Regions from separate parts of the Gossypium hirsutum genome. Here regions 2, 3 and 4 are each linked to region 1. Evidence: chromatin contacts called from public Hi-C data. All regions are on one chromosome and are shown on one strand. Each heading gives the region's core, a stretch centred on a gene start, on an enhancer-like site or on the middle of the called end of the contact. The rest is flanking DNA. Distances are from core to core; before and after follow the strand shown. Region 1 holds the start of LOC107912587 (protein PHOX1). Region 2 holds the start of LOC107897923 (calcium uptake protein, mitochondrial). Region 3 holds the start of LOC107897925. Region 4 holds the start of LOC107897924.

What was found. Hi-C and Micro-C count contacts between places; a contact is called where the count stands out from the background.
Region 2: a contact with region 1 is called in a Hi-C map of seedling, with 2.2 times the contacts expected there. The contact joins the promoter of LOC107897923 here to the promoter of LOC107912587 in region 1. A contact is called at or near these places in 2 of 34 Hi-C or Micro-C datasets (leaf and seedling).
Region 3: a contact with region 1 is called in a Hi-C map of leaf, with 1.9 times the contacts expected there. The contact joins the promoter of LOC107897925 here to the promoter of LOC107912587 in region 1. A contact is called at or near these places in 3 of 34 Hi-C or Micro-C datasets (all in leaf).
Region 4: a Hi-C map of leaf shows a contact between it and region 1, with 2.6 times the contacts expected there. The contact joins the promoter of LOC107897924 here to the promoter of LOC107912587 in region 1. A contact is called at or near these places in 3 of 34 Hi-C or Micro-C datasets (anther and leaf).

The regions. Positions count from the first base shown.
Region 1 is chrD08:24,425,527-24,429,351 of Gossypium_hirsutum_v2.1, reverse strand. It overlaps LOC107912587 (protein PHOX1), which reads left to right and starts at 1,554. Exons shown (of 3, transcript XM_016840833.2): 1 at 1,554-3,825. The coding sequence starts at 2,276.
Region 2 is chrD08:24,737,301-24,740,779 of Gossypium_hirsutum_v2.1, reverse strand. LOC107897923 (calcium uptake protein, mitochondrial) reads left to right here and starts at 2,116. Exons shown (of 7, transcript XM_016823530.2): 1 at 2,116-2,556; 2 at 2,648-2,715; 3 at 2,839-3,065; 4 at 3,153-3,236; 5 at 3,317-3,479. The coding sequence starts at 2,163.
Region 3 is chrD08:24,873,519-24,877,276 of Gossypium_hirsutum_v2.1, reverse strand. It overlaps LOC107897925, which reads left to right and starts at 1,808. Exons shown (of 1, transcript XM_016823532.2): 1 at 1,808-3,758. The coding sequence starts at 1,897. The coding sequence ends at 2,523.
Region 4 is chrD08:24,789,503-24,793,176 of Gossypium_hirsutum_v2.1, reverse strand. LOC107897924 reads right to left here and starts at 1,444. Exons shown (of 1, transcript XM_016823531.2): 1 at 110-1,444. The coding sequence starts at 1,215. The coding sequence ends at 466.

The DNA.
Region 1 (3,825 bases), core at 305-2,804:
CCTATCCTGGTGAAGAGTTAAGAGGGAAATTTTCACTCTAGTGAGCCATTTGCTTCGAAAATTGAAGAAAACTTAATCAAACTTCAAAAAATTTGATGATTAGAAGTTCGTCTACGCTCACTGCACCAATTGTTGAGTAATATTTTCTCGTATGTTATTGATAGGAGTGTTCGGGTATTTATACATGTTGTTATAGATGTTATTATAGCTTATGATAGGACCTCACTATTTTGTCTTGACTCTGCTATCTCTAGTATTGACATTTTCTGTCTCTAATACTGACATTCTCTGCGAACTCCAAGTTTGCTGAGCACGTGTCTATAGGACAAACGATCCTTTCTGTTCTTGGGATTGACATTCTAGGCAGGCTTCGTACCCGCTAAACATAACGGAGCATGTGGCCCCTACTTGCAAGCTCCTTAGGTCCCTACGAGTTGGGTCTGTGGTCTTGTGTTACGAGCTGAGTCCTTGGCTTTGCCTTGCGTGCTGAGTTTGTGAACTTGCTCTACAAGTAAGGCTCGGGAGCTCGCCTTGCTATCCTCTCGTAGCTCGCTTTGCACCTAATATTCAGGTGGAACCTATCTAGATCATGGATCGAAGACTCGAATCCCTAATAGGACTTGAGTTGATAATTACTAATATATAACACTACTTTTATTACCATATCATTAATTTATTATGTCCATCGCATTAGTTATCACATCACGAGCTTCAATGGAAAAGATGATGTGAACTTGAATGAAAAAGATAATTTCAAGGATTTACAATACGGAATTTTTTTATCATTCAAGGAAAAAATTTGAAATTTTCAGAGTTGCGTAGAGAAGGAGGGCGGAGGACATTGGGATTGTGGCGGTGACTCCTAACAAAAGTAAATAGTCAACATCACGTTTCTGTAGGAATCTTTCTTACCACTTTCCAACAACACTTGTCTTGCCGTTTACCGTTTGCACTCCAACTTGCTTTGGAAGTTGCTTCAGACCCACCACACTTCACGCTTTTTATTTATTACTTATATATGTGGTTGAAATTACAAGACAAACATTTCTATTTTATCATATATTTTAAACATGACTTCTGCCAACCTGCCCTTCAACTTTCAAGCTAAGGAATTCTGAACCTTTGCCACGTGTTTTACTATTCTTTTTTATTGCTTTAATATTTATTTATTTATTTCATAAATAATTTTAAAAAATTGTTTTGTATATTTTTCCTACATACATCAACGATTCAACCTTTAGGATTAAAATTTATAAAACTTCAAACCAAATTTATTAAGCTATTACTAAATAAATATAATTAGATTTTTATAATTATTTGGATTGGAAGTAGCAAAATCTAAAGAAGCTGACAAGTTTATTCTTTAATGACAAATGAAGGTGCCAATAGTCAAAAAAAAAAAATCTCTGCCTTTGGCCGTTTTATCAAACATAGCCAAGGAACCTGGAATCCCTTGGAAAATGGGTCCTTTTTATTTTTTCTGAATTTAAAAAAAAAAACTTAAAGCAATTTGCGTTTGAAATATAGAGGAGGAAAAAAAAAAAAAAACACGCACAGACACACACACACACAAAGAAAGCTTTTTGTGGCGTTCACGTTAAGCTGAAATTCACGTTGTAAAAAAAAAGAAAAAAAAAAAAGAGCAACACTAAAATATAAAACAGAAAACGTTGGTCTGTTTTCTTTTCTTCCGTATTCTCCCTACAACACACACATATTCCATTTTCTCACAAAAACATTATCTTTTTCAATTTTCCTGGAAAAGTTCCACACCTCATTTCCCCTACATAAATAATCCCTTGCCTTCTAATTTCCTTCTTTATTTTTGGTTTTGCATCAAGGTCTTATCTTTCTAGCTGAAACTGAGCCTGCCTATTATTCTGTTTCTCTCTCAACTGGGATTTCTTAATACTTCGTTAAGGGCTGACAGCTTCTAGTTTTGAGGTGGTAAAGATAATATATATTTTTTCTATTCCCATTTTGGTATCTGGGTTTTAATTCTTTTTAGGTGTCTAAGAGCTTTTGTTTTGGTGTGCTTGTCATATCTGCTGTATTTGAACTGGTTTTTGAATCTTTATTCATATTAAAAGTTGTAAAAAGTTTTTAAGTGTTTTAAGGTCTTTTTGGTGGTGGGAGGTTGCTTGTGGTTTTAGCTACTGGGGTTGAGCTTTTTTAAACTTGTGTAAGAAGTTAGTTCAGGACCAGGGTAGGGATTTGTTTTCTTGGTCAGGGTTTCTGGATTGAGTCACGTAATATAGTTGGGGTTGGATTTACAATGGGGAAGCATAGTGGAAAGCACAAGAAGCAAACAGGGGATAATAATGTGAAGCAAAAGAAAGTTGGAGACAATAGTTCGAAATCATATGATTCAGACACGGCAGTTTTCATTGCCATGTCTCAAGAACTGAAAGAAGAGGGGAACAAACTGTTTCAGAAAAGGGACCATGAAGGAGCAATGTTGACATATGAGAAGGCTCTCAAATTGCTTCCAAAGAATCACATAGATGTATGCCATCTTAGGACTAATATTGCTGCATGTTATATGCAGATGGGATTGAGTGAGTACCCCAAGGCTATCCATGAGTGTGATTTGGCATTAGAGGTTACTCCCAAGTATAGCAAGGCACTTGTAAAGAGAGCCAGGTGTTACGAATCTTTGAATAGGCTGGAATTAGCTCTCAGAGATGTTAATACAGTTCTTAACATGGAGCCTAATAATGTCATGGCATTAGAGATTTCAGAAAGGGTAAGAAGCTCACTTGAGAAAGAAGGTTTACCTGTTGAATTGCTTCTAGAATCCGTTGAACCTCCAAGTACTTCGAAAACTCCGAAAGTTGTCAAAGAGAAAACCAAGAAGAAGATCAGCAAAGCTAAAGAATCTGTTGAACCTCCAAAGGGTTCATTAATTTCGGAAGTTGTCCAAGAGAAAACAGAGAAGAAGAACAAGAAAAAGATCTGTAAAGCTGAAGAATCTGTTGAACCTCCAAGGGATTCACAAATTCCGGAAGTTGTCGAAGAGAAAACCGAGAAGAAGAACAAGAAGAAGATCAGTAAAGCTAAAGATAACAAGGCTGCGGATCGAATTGAGGAGAAGGAGGTTGATGGAAATGTAGAGGAAAAGAAGGCTGAGGATAAACTGGTTATAGAGGAGAAAATTAGCAGTAAAGCGGAAGAACCAAAGAAGACTGTCAAGTTGATTTTGGGTGAAGATATAAGATGCGCTCAGTTACCACTTAATTGCAGCCTTCTGCAACTAAGGGAAGTAATTCATGATCGATTTCCTAGTTTGAGAGCAGTTCTTGTCAAATACAGAGATGAAGAAGGTGATTTAGTCACAATCACCAGTGATGAAGAGTTGAAATTGGCTGAAATATCAGCAGAATCCCAGGGTTCTGTGAGGCTGTATGTTGTAGAAGTCAATCCTGAGCAGGATCCACTCTTTGAGAGATTTAAGCATGAGGAAGTTCACATTCTTGACATCAAACAAGGTAAGGCAACTGAAAATGGCCATGCCAGAAAAGTTGTGGAAACCAGAAAAGAATCCTGTTGCATCGATGACTGGATAATTGAGTTTGCTCAACTATTCAAGAACTATGTTGGGTTTGATTTAGACGCATACTTGAATCTCCATGAGCTTGGTATGAAGCAATATTCTGAGGCCATGGAGGACATAGTTACAAGTGAAGAGGCACAGGATCTTTTCGACATGGCAGCTGAGAAATTCCAAGAGATGACAGCATTAGCATTGTTCAACTGGGGAAATGTTCACATGTCCAGGGCAAGGAAGAGGGTATACTTCACTGAAGATGGTTCGAGAGAATCTGT
Region 2 (3,479 bases), core at 867-3,366, 310 kb before region 1:
AACAAAAAGAAAAAGCCTAGTGCTGCCACCGTCAACCGTTCAAGTTGGGAAGGCCACCAATCAATTTGCCTTCTCTTTCTCTCCCTGAAGCTAGGCATCATTCTCTTTTTAACTCCTGTCGAATGACCATCGCTGCTTATGTCACTTATCTATTTGCTCTAGCATTACATATTTATTGGGCTATTCCCTTTCTAACATTTAACATATACTCCTTTCATCATTTGTTGGTCCTTAATAAAGTTATTTATTATCTGAATCTAAATATGTATCATTAAGATCATCAATATCTTCTTTTCTCATGTACTCTTCAAAGTATAAATCATCTCAATTCCACCTACAAATGAAGTTATGAAATATACAACATGTTAGCACATACGATCCAACTTTTTTTTTATGTTATATTGAGGTAATGAGAAATCTTTTTTAGAACAACAAATGTCCTGTCAACCACATTTTAAAGCTTTGAATGTATCAAATTAAAGAGTTTGCGAGTTACCTCTAGTGCTTGGCTCTAATTTCTCAAATGGTATCGTACCCCATAACATGGTGTAAGATTACTTTTTTTTGAATACCTAGCATCTACCACATATTATTTGGGTTCATTATGCAAATATTTTGTAATTTTAATTATAAAAAACTTATATAAACTTAATTTGGAAAAAAAATTAAGCTATGTTATAATCTTTTTTATACATAAAATAAGTAAAAATAATATATAGTATATAAACTTTATAAAAGTTTTCAGCAATTTTCATAATACTTCTTATAAATAATATAATTTTTTATCATAACTTTAGAAAATTACTTTTGAACACCTTTTTTATACATAAGTATATTAGTTTTTATAATTTATATAGCATGGACAAATAAATAAATTATGCACATATTTTTTAGCTATAACTTTTTATAAATAAGTATATTATAATACTTCTTATAGAACCCAAATTATTTTTTATAATATACTTTTTGGCTATAACTTTAGAATTTCGTTTAGGGTTTATATTATATTATTTTTTGCTATAACTTTATAAAATATACACACATTATTTTTATAATATAATTTTTTAGGATTTATAATATAACTTTAGAAATTTTTGTCATAACCATCACAACCATTCATACTTGTTTATGTTTATAATATAATTTTCATAACTTAAACTTGTATAAAAAAATACTTTTTTAAAGTTAAATCATGTATGAGTGTTTGGAAAGCCATAAGATAATTAGATTTTGGTATAATTATTCGTGTAATTACTCCAATTCTTACCCAGTTGTTCATGAATTAAGTAAAAGTATTAGCTCTAAAATGCTCATTCAAGAAAAGTTCTAAAAAAATTAAATTTAGCTTTAGGTGATTGCGCTGAGTAAGTTTTTTTTTGCTCTTCGAATGAAAATGCTCACTTTTTTTTTTGATTTTGTTTTTAAGTTTTCCACTTTTTATGTGATTAGTATGGTTGAGAATGTTTATTTCCACAAATTAAAGGTTATGGTTATGGCTGTGGTAGTGATTTTAGGGGACGAGATGCAACTTTAGGATAGGACAGTGAAATGTGAGTATGCTGTAGATGTAATTATTTGTGATATAAAAGCATGTTTCCAACCATAAGTTTAGATGGTGGCTGATTAGGGTTTTCATTTCTCACTTATTCATCTTTCTCATATAGCTAAATCAGCTTGACTATTAAAAGGTCATGTAAATCAAAGGCTAATCTTTTGTTTATTATTTTATTATACATTTGTAACCAAGTATTGATGTTAAATTTTGGAATGTTGGCTCTACGTGTAGACATGCATTATGGTTTTACAAATTATGTTGGAATTTATAGAGAATAATCATTCAATTAAGCTTTATTCCAGTTTAACAAACCAAACATATCGGGAATGGGTTGAGATAAAAGGGATAAGCTTTATTCCGACAGATTTTTTCCTGTTGTCAGTTAATGAAAATGATCATGTTCGCTTGGTAAGAGAGAAAATCGGATCTAAAATGGAGAAACGAACAAAATCATCGAATATTAACCATATGGTATTATAGTAGTAATCAAAATCGGCCGCCAATTTTCTCGGTCAAAATTATCCCAACTTTCTATAAATTCTATTATCATCACCAAAAACAAAATAGCACCGATTCACCCAAAGCATACGATAAGCGAAACCGTAATATGTTCTCTTTGCCATCTCTCAGGAAATCCTCACCATTAATCAAACAAGTGGTTGCTAATCAACGGTCGAATAGTGTTCGTCCGGTGTTTAACCAATCAAAGGACTCTTCTTCTTCATTTTTGAGCTTGTTGAAGAAACCTTCCTCTGCTGGTGGGTCCACTGCCGCCGGTGACAAAAACAGTGGGGGAGACCAACTGTTGAGATCAGTCTCTACTGGGGTTTTGATTGCTGGCTCTACTTTAGGCTTTTGCTACTTTTCTCGGTCTTCTTTTGATAGCAATTATTGGGTTTCTTTTGCGGATGCCCCTAATGGGGCAACATGGGCCCCTGATAGCGTTGCTGATCAGTTCGAACATGGGATTCCCGACAAGAAATCCAAGTATCTCTTTGGAGGTAGTCTTGTTGAACTGATGAAGCATCGATTTTAAATCCTTTGCTGGAAATTACGTGTTTAATCTTTTCTCTTTTTAAATTAATGTTTCAGAATCATACAGGAGAAGAGTCTTCTTCAATTATGAGAAACGCATAAGGTTGCAAAGTCCCCCTGAAAAGGTTTAAAAAAAAAAAACATTTACAATGTTGATTACATAATATTTTCTATTAGGCAAGTGCTTAGAGATAATCTGAGAACCAAAATAAAATGCCATTTAACTAAGAATTGTGTCTATGAATCAGGTGTTCGATTACTTTGCATCGTATAGCACTCCGGAAGGAGATGTTCTTATGACACCGGGGGATTTGATGCGGGCACTGGTCCCTGTATTTCCTCCCTCGGGATCAAATCGTGTTCGAGAGGGTTCTCTGAGAGGGGAATGGGTAAAGCCTGGGGAGTTACATTGTCCCCCTTCCAAATTTTTCATGCTTTTTGATACCAACAATGATGGACTCATCTCTTTTCCAGAGTAAGTTTCCAACTGTTTATTCATATCTAATAGTAATACACTATAATTAACTCGTCCGTAATCATTTCTCCTGTGTCACACTTGCAGGTACATCTTCTTTGTTACACTTCTTAGCATCCCTGAATCAAGCTTCTCAGTTGCTTTTAAAATGTTCGACCTTGACCATAACGGGTGTGTGTTACTTCTAACAAGGTTCGATGCTCACTTGTTTGACAAAATACTAACAATAATAATATTTTGATTACAAACAGAGAAATAGATAGGGAAGAATTCAAGAAAGTGATGACATTGATGCGATCACAAAATAAGCAAGCGGCTCGCCACAGGGATGGACTGAGACTTGGCCTTAAAGTTGCAGAGCCTGTAGAAAATGGGGGCTTGGTAGAGTATTTCTTCGGACAAGATGGCAAGACT
Region 3 (3,758 bases), core at 559-3,058, 450 kb before region 1:
AAAACAATGTCAAACATTTATAACCTAAAAAATTTAAAATAAGATTTACAATCATAAAAATTACTTACTTAGGGTTGATAATTGGTTTAGGGTTTTTGTCTAAAAAAATTCACCTAACAATTCTTCACAAATGGTGGTTTTTTTACAATTTAAGTGGGATTTTGTTTTTTTGTTTTAAATGTTTTTGGCTAAAATGTGGCAAGTTTTTAATGTTGTTTGAATCATTTCTCCCATTCTTTTTTATACAAAAAGTAATGTTAAGCCCGGAATTCTCAGAATGATTAGTGTTATGTATGGTAGGGGAATAGAGAATCTTTACCCCAAATCACTACTTCAAAGAACAATTTGGATCCCCTAAGCAATAGAGATTTCCTGCTCACTTGCTTCGAAAAAAGGCCCCAAATCGTGAACTCAAGACATGATTTATGTCGCACATTATTATACCTAATGCATCAACACCAGTCCCCATAAAAATCTAACATTGCTCATTAATACCTCATATGGTAACCTCAGATGAGGATTTGCTCTTGGTTGAAGTCTATTATTTCGATAATAAAGTTTTTGAACTCTGCTCTGCCTGTCACTCCTTCCACTTTCTCATTTCTCATTTACTCCCCTCATATATATCGGCAATATTAATTAAGTTTTAATATAATTTTACATATGAATTTTGCCAAAACTATAATTATATGTATATATATTATTAATAAAATTCTTGATTGAATTAGTGTCATTCTCAAACAAATTATTAATTTAGTCAGGAAGTTAGTTAATACTATTTTGTAATTAAAATAATTAATATTATTCGAGAGTATTTTAAAAATTCACTTTAAAAAATCAAATAAAAATAGGAAAATTATATGTATATAGTTAAATTTAAATTCATTTCAATTACATTAATAAAACCTTTAATTTACCACTCAAATAAAATTAGATTTTGATTTTTTATATATTTTAATTTTATTATGCACACTTTATTACCCAATTAGTTTTATATATTAATAATGTATTTGATGGGGTTGATATCACAAATTAACTCGACATCAACTCAAATGATAAACAATTTAATCTAATTTTTTAATTTTAATAACGTAAATATTTCATGTGCTATTATTAATTAATTTTAAATTATACATTTCATTATCTGTGTTATTTTTAAATAGGTATTTATATTTTTATATTTATGATTTCCACATACGCGTGAGATAGAATTTGTAGATGAATATATAAAATAATTTATAAATTTTTAGAAAATGTTTGGGGAAAATGAACGTGAGTTAATTTACACGCGTTTTACCAAATAAAATAGTGAAATAGTTGCATACACTATTTTGATGCTTAAATTCATATTTTTTTAAATTTCAAATCCTAATCAAAATGTTAACTTATGATATATATTTATTCATTAAAATAATATATATTTTTATAACGCATATTTCTACCCATAACTCATAATTTATATGTTAGGAAAAAATGTTTAAGCTAAACTCTATCTGCATGATCTCTCTTAAATCTAAATTTACTATCAGATATATAATTATTATTTAAAAATATTATATACCTTTAGCAACCATAGCGTATTTACTAGAAACAAATTGGTTTTTTAAAAGGAAAAGTCATGAATGGGAAAATGAGAGGAAGAAAATGACGTGTGAGCCACAAAGAATAGTAATAATAACGAAAGAGCAATGAAAATAAATAAAGAAAAGTTTAGGGGCAGAAGCTCAAAAGCCAAGAATTTAGAATCCCAAGTTTGAAAATTATCGTCATATTCCCAACCCACCCTATAAATACATGGCTCGAATGAAGCTAGGTTTGCCCAACTAAACAGCCAAACTCTACATTTTAGAAATTCAAATAACACCTCTATTCTTTTCTGTAACAGCTTAATAAAAAATGGCGGCTTCTTCTAGAAGGTCTAGTGGTCCGGTTCTCCGATCTCATTCCCCATCTTCCCGGTTTACTTCTTTCTACGCTTCACAGTCACACTCTCCATCTTCTTCTTCCTCCTCCGCTTTCGCCTATTCCAGTTCAGGTTTCTCTTCACGTTCAACTTTCTTCAATCAACCCAGATCTACTTCTCCACCACGTATTAACCTGCACAGAAACTCTTCATCAGCGTCATCTGTGCGGTTCTCGCTCGACAACCGTCCGATCTCACCGAACCGTTCAATCACCACCGTCCGGAGAACCACTGAGGCGTTGAAGAATTTACAGAGCAAACAGACGAAGCGGACTTGCATGTGTTCACCTACAACGCATCCGGGATCGTTCCGTTGCAGTCTTCATAAGAGCTTCAATACTTCGCACGCCGGGACAGGTTACGCGCCGAGTAATCGGCTTAACGCGCGTAGATCTGCGATGACGAACTCGCTCGTGAGAATCGGTGGTGTCGAAGGAGATCTGGTTAGGAGAGCTTTGTCGGCTTTGATTAGACCTTCCTCTCACCAGCAGCGTCGCCGTGAAGCTTTCCATCCTAGGCCTAGCCGGCTATCCGTGATGTCAAAAGCCGAAAACTTATGAAGGTTTCGTATGCGGTATGTGTAATCTTTTAACGCTTTTAGGTCGTCTCCGAGATTTTCCGGTGATCTGAGATCGAGCTTCGGATTAACGCCGCGGTCGGTGGCTGTGAAGTCAAATTCCGGCGACGATGTTGGAGATTTTAGACAGGATTCGGACGGATTTGAGCTAGTATTGTCCCGGTTCGAGGAAGTAATTATCATATAGTTTGTTGGTGTAAATACACTCATATTGCAGCCAATGGCAAATTTGAGGAGCTTTTGGACTTAAAACGAACTTTTAAAATCTCTCCAAAAATCACTAATCTAATCCAATCTAATCAAATTAACTCTTATTCAAAAATCCCATTCCAGATCTCCACATTGATTCGTTATAATTTTTGTTTCTTCCGTTGGATTAGCTCTGCAAACACCGTTCCATTCGATTGCAGTTCCTTATCTATTTCGTCATAGATTTTTTCCTGTTTTCCATTCCAGCAGTTTCTTCCGTTTGTTTTATTTTCTTCCTGCCGTTCAACGTTTTCAAATATTTCCAGTAATTTATTTTTAAAAAATTCCGGTTCCTTTATTTATTATTTTCTTTAAGTCTAATTTGATTTTAATATCCTTCACTTGTTTATGATGCAGGTATCGGAATTGGACAAAATGGTTGGCGGTATTTATTTGTTTATACTGGTTAATTTGACGGAATTTTAGGCCTGGAAGTAGAAGATAACCCCCTTGAACATACAGAACATTGGACCCTTTTAAGAGAAAAAAAAAACCTAATTAATTACAAATGTTAAGGATCTTATTAATAGGGAATTAAATGAGAAGAGAAGAGAAAAAACATATAATTTCATTGAAATTGAAACTACAAGGAAAGAAAGGGGCCTGGCTGGGAATTCAATTTCGTAATTATGTCCTTTTTCATATTATATTTAAAATCTCAAGTGGCGCAATTATGTGACAGCTAAGTTGTTTGTTTTAAAAAGGGAAAATAAATGGCATTATCTCAAACCCACTAAAAGCTCCGACCTCCTAAGTCCTATCTAATCTGCAACGCCATAAGACTTCACAACATTCTTATTTACCCCCCACCAAAGATGACTTCAAGGGAGAAATTACCCTACAAATATCAATTTGTTTCAATTATTGTAATATGGAGGAAAAGAATGACGAGATTTATTATTTAGGCATTAAGATAAAAACTTCCGTGTTACCATCTACTATAGTCATTTAATACATCAACAAAAAATA
Region 4 (3,674 bases), core at 195-2,694, 360 kb before region 1:
GGTTCCTTGTATTACTGCTCATTTTCATACCATTGCTCAGGATATCAGCAAATGAAACTAAGAATAGTTGGTTCAGGAACTTGTTCCCAAACAGTTGCAAACTCAGAAATTAGAAGAAAGCTCACAGCACACAATCTATGGTTTATTTTTCTTTTTTCATTACAAGGACATGAAGGTTTCCAAAATGAAGGATTTTACAACTCAAAAACATCCTACCAAACCATAAATTTCGAAAATTTAGCTGAAATGAACTCAAAATGAGTATAAAACTATGAGATGCGTGTTGATGATAAATAAAACCGTCCAACACGACTTTAGTATACTAATTTTGGGACACCCTAACCTTATATCAGAATCAGGTTCAGATGCAAAGGCATATAGGGAAGCCCCTCTGAGTGGAAGGAAACATCTGAATGACATGTATCTTACCTTTCCACTGAAAACTATGAAAGACATGTCGTGAAGTCAAGTGGGTTTCATGTCCTGAAACATTGCAGCCCATAATGTCTGATCACCATAGTCCCTGCCTGTCTTTTCCTTGTAGTAGTCACCATGAATCTTTGGGCTTGGAGGTCTTACATAAGTAAGAGGTGCTGATAGTTTTGGGCTCCTATTTGTTGTGAGAATCAACCTCTCTTGTGCAATTGCAATATCAATAGGACCAGATGTCACAGGGCTCTTATAGTTGAACACCAGATTCTCCTGCATTTTTCTGTCTAGTGGCCCTGACAATTTTAGGCTCCTAGGAGGGGCAAGCAACTTCTCTTGTACTCTACAATCCAGGGGGCCAGATTTTGCTATCTTCCTGGTTCTCCGCACTGGCTGCTCAATGTTCACCTCCTTCTCACTGTTGCACTTCCTTGTCAATCCTCCTCTCCACTGATCTCGATAACGACCCGGCTCCGGCAGCAGCTTAATCGAGTTATTCTCATGGTGAACCAACTTGTTAACATACTTGTTAAAGCTCTTTCTGGTTTTGTTGATTGCCAAAATGAGCTTGGACAGGCTATTAGGGGTTTCTCCAACTTCCTTCCTAGCAAGCTTGAGAATCTCAAGCCTATGCTTGGCAACTGATATGCCCATGCTCTGAAGAAACTCATGATTGAAGTAGGCTAAATCCTCTTTTTGAAGCTCATTACGGGAGAAGGCAAGGCCATAGTCATAGATAAGTGAGGGCTCAAGGGCAGTTTTTGACAACCAAGAGTACCAATCCATGGCAATGGAGCTTGGCTTATGCCATAGGACGCTGAAAAGATTGGAGGTTTGCGGTGTTGTAATGGTTTCACGTGGGTGGTCCAACCCTCCAAGGGGGTATATATAAAAAAGAGATAAGAAAGGTGAAAGAGTAAATAAATGTGGTGGGTGTATAGGGATTGTGAACTCTCTCTCTCTCTCTCTGGTTGCTCTAATAGAAATTTGAGAATGACACCAAATGAAATAGTGAAATATAAATGTCTTTAGGAACTTACCCACCTTGTTTTTTTATTTTTGTTTTTTTATTGTAGGGTTCCTTTGGGCATTACAATAAACTTTTTCTCCTTTTTCTAGGTCTGGATTACAGGTGCATATTGGCGTTAAGCTTAAGGCGCTGGCAAAAAGGACTTAATGATGTAGGCTAGGCTGACCTTTTTCCCATAAACATGATAGGGAATGGTTGCTTAAATATGGCCCATAACTTTCAACCAACAGCCTCTTTATCTCAGAATTTAATCTTTGCTATGCCTACCTAATTTGCCTGTTTCAGTTAACACACTGATTCATTTGGAAGAACCGTACGTTCACAAAAATTTTAGATTTCTTGTGATGAAATTTTAGTTCGACGCTATTAAAAGATGTAACTGTGATTTATTGATATTTGGTCACTGTTATGAGCAATGGTTAGTGTAGAGCTTAAAAGCTATTGATATTTGGTCACTGTTATGAGCAATGGTTAGTGTAGAGCTTAAAAGCTACAAGGACCAACAAAAATGGTGACATTGAAGGTTATTTAATTCAATAACCTACCCAAAAATGATGAGCCAATCATAAACAGTTAAAAATCATATATATTGTATCTGGGATCTGTGGGAAAACATGTTTTTAGTGAGCAGGTATGTATGAATTTCGGTGAAAAGGACCTAAAATTCAGATAGAGGTTTGAAAAAGGATATCCTTAAGCATATGAAACACAACAGCTTTAACCCGAATATAGGAATATACACTTAACATGAATATAGTCAATTTATAACTTAATGCATGCTGAACGCAATTATTAGTATTTTGGTTGAATTAATCAAATTTGGGTAGTGGACCGAATAAAGCATTTCAAAATAATAAAGAGGCAGCTAAGAAAGCAGTATTTATGGAGGAGAAATGCAAGGGTGGGTAAAGCGTATCAAATTTTATGTCTCCATCTGTTTCTTTTAGACTGCTTTGGGGTGCACTGAATTTAAATTATAAAAAGTTCTAATTCACTTTTTTTTCTTTTTTTTTATGAAACAAGGTTTTTAAATTCTGATTAATAGTCCAACTGGTTATACCATTAATTTTTAATTTAATTAGTTTGCCTAATATAATTGAATAAATTATCTAAAAAATTATAATTTTTAAAAAATAAAACATATTGATTCAACTCTTTATTTTGAATTGATTGATTTCTAATCCAATCGACCCGACTAATCGGTCTTTTTAAAAACAATATATAGATATTAAAATTGCCTTAAGGTTCAACGAAGTTAATGCTGTATCATTTCTTTAATGAGATCTTTAGGTATCATTGTTCAAATTTGGAATTGAATCAAACAAAATTTTCCCAACACTAATTTTTTTCAACTCCAACCTCAAACTTTAGAATTCAATCAAGCAGACACTGGTGTTAGCGCTCTTCATTTGCCTCTGTCCTTTTCTGGAAAAGAAAAGAGTTTGTGCGGACTGCTGAAAGAAGGAAAAAAGAAAAAGAAAAATCACCAATTTCATTTAAATATAGCATTTATGTTTTCCTTTTTTGACACCATTATCAAGAAAAATCTTCACTTTTTTTCCCGCGTTTCTTAATTAGCAAATGTATCAATTGTTAATTGAAAGGTAGATAGTGAAACATATAAAACGATAATAATTTGCGATAATTTAATTTTGCAAAATTACTTGTGCTATTGGAGGAGCCGAAAGCATTGTACAATGACATTATATAATATAGTTTCATCAAAATAAAGAAACTAAAGGGTTGCCATTCAGCAAATTAACTCTCAATTTTGGAATTGATAGTCCCTAGAAAAAGCAAAAGCTTTGTCCATGCTGCATTATTTAATTTATTTATATATTGATTTGATTTAGAATATTGAAATTTCAGAAGTCAATATGTTGAGGATTTAGATATACCTAACATGATCTTAGCAAACTATAGACCTGACCTATTTTCTTTATAAAAGATAATGAGGTATATCTAACCCATTTATGGTTTAATGTTACCTTTGAATTTACTTATTTTTTATACCGAGTATAATAAGGGAGGAAAATAAGGAGTAGGTTACGGTGGTGGAATGGAGGTTGGTTCATTTAAGAAGGTCAAGAGTTGGAATAATGACAAGAGGACAGAATGATTAAGGAGATAATTACTCAGAGTGACTTTAGAGTGCTAGGGCATCGATCCCTTCTCCATATTTCTTCAGGGTATTTAAAGGAGAGGTTGTAACACC